Linked DNA regions of Gossypium hirsutum: region 2 is linked to region 1. A link is a contact called in public Hi-C data. All regions are on one chromosome and are shown on one strand. Each heading gives the region's core, a stretch centred on a gene start, on an enhancer-like site or on the middle of the called end of the contact. The rest is flanking DNA. Distances are from core to core; before and after follow the strand shown.

Region 1 (2,922 bases), core at 304-2,803:
TATGATATCTAAAGTAATAATCAATTAATCAAATTTGTACCTTTTCGATTCATTTAGGATGAGCATTTAGACCGAGTAGTCTTCTCTGCTATCCTCAAGCTTACGTCTACCGAGTGTGGGCTCGTTTCAAATCAAAAAAAATTTTCACAAAAATTACTAGTGGAGTAATTTTTTAATTTCTCTAAACTTTTGGTTAAGTTGTAAATAAGAAAAATATCTCTAGAAGTTTTTTGAAATAATCTTTTCAGAGAATTTTCTCTCTACAACTTTCTCTTAAATTCAAATGTGTGTAATAATGACCCAAGGCTCTCTTTATATAAGTAGAGTTTAGAGAGTTCAACTATAATTAAATTTAATCACTTTAATATTAAATTAATATAATATTTATCAAGATAAATATATTATTTATAATTAAATTCTTTACTTTTTTTTCAATCAATCAAAATGTATTTTTTTTTTTTGTTTTTGCTTTGGCTTCTATCTCATCCATAACAATTACCTTATGCAAAATAGTCGAGTCATGCAATTATTGTTCTTATTATATTATGGAAAGATGCAATTATTGTTAAATTTTTTTGTTGCTAGACATATCATCAAATGTTAAATAAGTATAGTATCTTTTTAAATTCACTCTAATTTTAAAAGTTATTATAGAGGGTAGTTTTTGAGTTTCGATGGAGACGCAAAATTTCGGCAACGATATTGATAGAGATCCTTGCGCTAATGGTGACCAAAATACCAAAAAAGTAAGATTCAAGGAAGCTATTGATGGGGAAGCCACTAATTTGGTTGTTGATTCTGGTCAACTGCTGATTATGTCTTTTAAAGACAAGCTTTTAAAGGGAGGTGTTGACTCCTCTGATGGGAACCTTGAAGGGATTTTCGGAAAGAATGAGAGTGATTTTGAATTATTGGAAGGGGATGTGAATATGTCCATGGTTAATGGGATTCCGGCAATCGCCTTCTCGGATTTCATTAAGGAAATCCTGTTCAAAGAGATGGAATTGACGGTCATTCTCAAGCTGTTAGGGTGTAACATTGGTTATGACGTACTTCACAATCGTATCTTTAATCTCTAGAAACCTGCAAAACCTTTTCATCTAATGGATATCACTAATGGATATTTTTTGGTTAAGTTTTAGGATATTGAAGATTATAACAAAGTATTAACCCAGGGTCCATGGATCATATTCGAGTAATACCTTACTCTGCAACCGTGGACGAAAAACGTTTAATCAAGCACAGCCTTACCCTAGCGTAGTGATGGCTTGGATTCGATTGTCGGGTCTTCCGAGTTACCTATACAAACAAAAAATCATTGAAGCTATTGGAGGACTAATCTAAAAAGTCGTCAAATTAGATTTACAAACTGATAACAAAACCAGAGGATGGTTTGCCCGCTTGGCAATGTTTATCAATCTCAATAAACCACTAGTCTCTCAAGTTTTGGTTGATGGCACGGTTCAACGGGCTGAGTATGAGGCACTCCCAACGGTTTGCTTCTGTTGCAAAAAATATGGTCACGTTAAGGAGTTTTGCCCGTCAGTGGGGTGAATTCGGTTTCGGAGAGCTCTATGGATGCGGTGGTGGCGTCTTCCAGAGATGATGTCGGTGAAGATGGTGAAGGGAATAGAATTGATTACGGGCCGTGGATGTTGGTCGAGAGGAAATCACGGCGTGGTCGACGGGATTCTCGAGTTAATGGGGTAGCAAAATGAGGAAAGAATATGTTGGGGTCTAGATTTTCGCTATTAATTGTGGAGGATCTCTCAGGTGGTGATTTAGGAGGGTCTGATAGGAGTTTTTCGGTGGAGAAAGAAGCTGGTAGTGCTACTATGGTTATGAGGTGTAATAAAGCTAGGGTTAATTCTAGAGGGGATTTGGGCTCTGCTGTGGAAGTAGGCTGTGGTGATGAGGCATGTTTTACGTCTTCAAGTGGGCCTACTTTGGGTTCAAGTACTAGCAAGCCAGGGATTGTTAGGACGGGCCAGGTTAAGGGTGATGTTAGTCTTAAATCGTTGGGAAAATGCCTCTGGTGTCGGATGGGTCTTTTCAAAATGATAAGGACTTGAGAAATAAATTAACCTTTTCTAATTCTATTTCTCTCCTTCTATCTGCAGGCTTGGCACAAACAAAGGTGGATGACGCAAGGATGAACGAGCAGTTGAGTGAGAAGCTTAGTGGGCCAGTAGAGGATAGGCGGCCTGGGCAGGCTGGTCCATTAGCGCATGATGGGTTAAGTCCTAGTGGACTGGACAGCATGTGTTTGAATGGAAAAAATATTAATTTGGATAAGCAATGTTTTGGTGGGATTTCTCCTAATGATATATTAGGATAGGAACTTGTGGAAGTGCAATTGGGTTATTCAAAAAATGCGAGGAATAAGTTGATTCTCAATAATCCCATGTTCGAAGGCCCTAATGAAATTGTGGTCAAATTAGATGCTAATATTTTAGACCCAAATCACCATTCGGTTGTTATTATTAATGAAAATAATGTGTCAAAATCATTCAAGGGTAATAACAAAAATATTTTGGTTAATACTAATAAATCTTTTTCTATTTCAAGAGGGCGTGGTTCTGATAATAAAGTTGGTAATAGTCGTGGTGGAGCTTCGCCTAATCACACGTTCAAGGAAAAGGGAGGTAGATTAAAAAATGTTAGAATTTCTGGAATTCTATAAGCTCTATGGCTAATCTCATCAATTCGCAAGCTGGGCTTAGAGCAGATGAGATTGGTGGCAGTGCTGATGGACAGATTGGTGGCCTTGGTTCCACATCTACATAATATGGTGGTAATTTTAATTTTATTATTTTTAATTTTTATTTTAAGTATGAATTTTACTATTTTTCTGGAATTGTCAAGGTTGTGCTAATTTGAAATTTCTTCGTGTTTTTTGGGAGTATAATAGAGAGCATAAGC
Region 2 (2,922 bases), core at 238-2,737, 62 kb after region 1:
TTTTCAAATTCGAATAACTCGAATAATTCGAATAATTCGAATATCAAACTATAATATTTTACATTTTTACCCCAAACTCCCAAATATTTTTACTTTTTCCTCAAAACTTTTACTCCTTCCCACTTTCCCCCCAAAACTTTTACTCTCCTCCCCTCCTAACCCCCCAATCTACCCAAAATCCATTTCCCACCAAAATTTTACTCTCCCATTTATTTTTTTTTCAAAATTTTACTCTCAAAAACCCTCAAAACCTTTTATTTTCCCCCAAAATTTTTACTCCCTCCCATTTTTCCCCTAAAACTTTTATTCCCTTCCCATCTCACCTCCCATCTATCCCAAACCCTCCCCCCTCCAATTTTCTTTTTAATATTTTCCCTCTAAAATTTTACTCCCCTATTTACTTTCCCTCAAACTTTTATTCCCAAAACTTTTTATTTTTCCCCTAAACTTTTACTTATCACCCTTTACTCTCAAATAAAAAATCAAAATTATCCAAAAAAAATCACTAAACATAAATAGTAATAATTTTATTTATATCTACTATTTATATTATTAAATTAAATTTCACATTTTATATTATTTATATTATTGAATTGTTTAGTCATATTGAATATTTATATTAAAATTGAATTATTAATTATGCCATAAAATATTCGTGTTAAAACTTTATATTGGTATCAATTTCACATTTTATTTTTAAAATAACTTTTATTAAAAAATCATATTTTTACATTTAATATATTTTTTAATTCTAAAATACATAGTGATAAGAATTTGAAGACAATTGAAACAACTAAGCAAGCAAAGAAGCTAACCAATATATAAAAAATTAATAAATAAATTATGAAGTGATGAAAGTTAATAAAAAATTTGATTAAGGTGGACAAATTTTATTACGATGGGTACAATGGTTACAAGAATCCAAAATTATTTTTTAAAATTTAACTCGAACAAATATATTCGATTCGAATTCCATCTCACTCGACTCGATTTGAGAAAACTTCAAATAAAGTTAAGATGATAAAATGAGATTCGAAAACTCGATTAACTCGAAAATTTTCGATTCGATTCGATTCGATTCGATCGAATGCTCACCCCTACTCAGAATCTCTCTCTCTCTATGTATATATGATTCCATAATCTTCATTTTTAAGAATCATTCTTGAAACTCACTGTGAGAAACATCCAATGATCTCAGCATTTTCTCCTACTCAACTCTTGCTCCTCATCTTTATAACCATCTCCTGGATTTTTGCAACAGTTGAAGCTCAAAGCAATGTAAGCGTAGGTGGTTTTCTATCTGCCGATGGTACAAACACGGCATGGCGATCCCCCTCCGGTGATTTTGCCTTGGGTTTTATTGCCATTCAGGGCCAAGAACATCTCTTCCTTCTTGCAATTTGGTATGCTAGCATACCAGAGACAACCATCGTCTGGTATGCTAATTATAGGGAGACTCCAGCAGTAGCAGCTCGAAATTCAAAGGTCGAGCTTACCGGGACCGGCCATCTTGTGCTTAAAGACCCTGGAAACAAAGAGTTGTGGAGGTCCCAAAGCCTTACTAATGATTCTCAAGTATCTCATGCAGCCATGCTTGATACAGGGAACTTTGTGATATCGAGTCAAAACTCAGGCAACATATGGGAAAGCTTCAAATATCCAACGGATACCATCTTACCCTCACAAGAATTGGATGTTAATCAGAGTCTTTCATCAGTTCTGGCTGAAGCAAACTACAGTAAGGGGAAATATCAACTTCGTTTTAACCAAGGATCTTTCATACTTAACCAAATTGATATGTTCACCAAAAAACCTTACAATAATTATTATAGTTTCGGGGATGGTTCTCGGTTGATCTTCAACGGCACGGGGCGTATTCAATATCTGAATTCAAGTGGAAGTATAATCAACCTTGCACCAATAAACACTGTTCCGAAACCAGAATCATACTACTACAGGGCAACACTTGGTTTTGATGGAGTTTTTACTCTCTATTCTTATCCAAGGAACCCTAGTGCTGGTGGTAGAAGCTGGTCTGTCTTGTGGTTTAAGCCGGACGATATTTGCTCGAGCTTTGTCGACAGTACAGCTAGACTTGGAACTGGACCATGCGGATATAACAGCATTTGTGAGCCTGTCAATGGGAGGCCTAATTGCACATGTCCCCCTGGATTTTCCTTTTTGGATGAAAAGAATACACACATTGGCTGCAAACAAGATTATACAAGCTCCGCTGAAGATTGCAACCCAGACGGGTCCACCGTAGAGGAAGATCGGTTTGAATTCAGGTCAATATTATTTGCAGATTTCCCTTTCAGTGACTATGGCATATTGCAGCCAGCAACTGAGTTCGAATGTAGGCAATCTTGCCTTCTTGACTGTACTTGTGCAGTTGCCATTTTACAGGATCCATCTTTAAGTCCAGATGGAACTGGAACTTGTTGGAAAAAGAAATTACCACTCTCAAATGGGCGGTTTAACAGAGTAGATATTGACAGAACGGCCCTATTTAAGGTACCAAAGTCAAATGCCTCTAGGAGAAGCCCTGACACTCCTAAACCAAGCGATGGAAATCGGAATGCTGCTATTTTGATCCTTTCAGTTCTCTTAGGTACCTCAGCAATCTTCAACTTCTCCTTTTTAGCTGCAATTGCCTTGATATTCTTTTGCTTATACCGAAGACGGCTACAACACTTGGATGGTGTTCATAGTCATAGCAGAGGAGATTTAGAGACTAATCTGCGTTCATTCACATACAAAGAGCTTGAACAAGCCACAAACGGATTCAAAGAAGAGCTAGGAAGGGGGGCTTTCGGCACGGTTTATAAAGGAGAACTGTCACCAAGCTACGGAAACTATGTCGCCGTCAAGAAATTAGGAAAGGTTGTACAAGAAGGTGAAAGGGAATTCAAACAGAAGTGA

The links. Hi-C and Micro-C count contacts between places; a contact is called where the count stands out from the background.
Region 2: a contact with region 1 is called in a Hi-C map of leaf, with 1.8 times the contacts expected there. The contact joins two enhancer-like sites. A contact is called at or near these places in 8 of 34 Hi-C or Micro-C datasets (hypocotyl, leaf, petal and 1 more).

What each region holds. Positions count from the first base shown.
Region 1 is chrD01:12,772,223-12,775,144 of Gossypium_hirsutum_v2.1, forward strand. No RefSeq gene overlaps it. Among protein-coding and RNA genes, the nearest start is that of LOC107921715, 35 kb to the right of the region's middle. Within about 2 kb of position 1,554, at least 9 of the 9 cell types and tissues checked have an H3K27ac peak or open chromatin away from gene starts, as enhancers often do.
Region 2 is chrD01:12,834,089-12,837,010 of Gossypium_hirsutum_v2.1, forward strand. It overlaps the pseudogene LOC107920935. Among protein-coding and RNA genes, the nearest start is that of LOC107921715, 27 kb to the left of the region's middle. Within about 2 kb of position 1,488, at least 4 of the 9 cell types and tissues checked have an H3K27ac peak or open chromatin away from gene starts, as enhancers often do.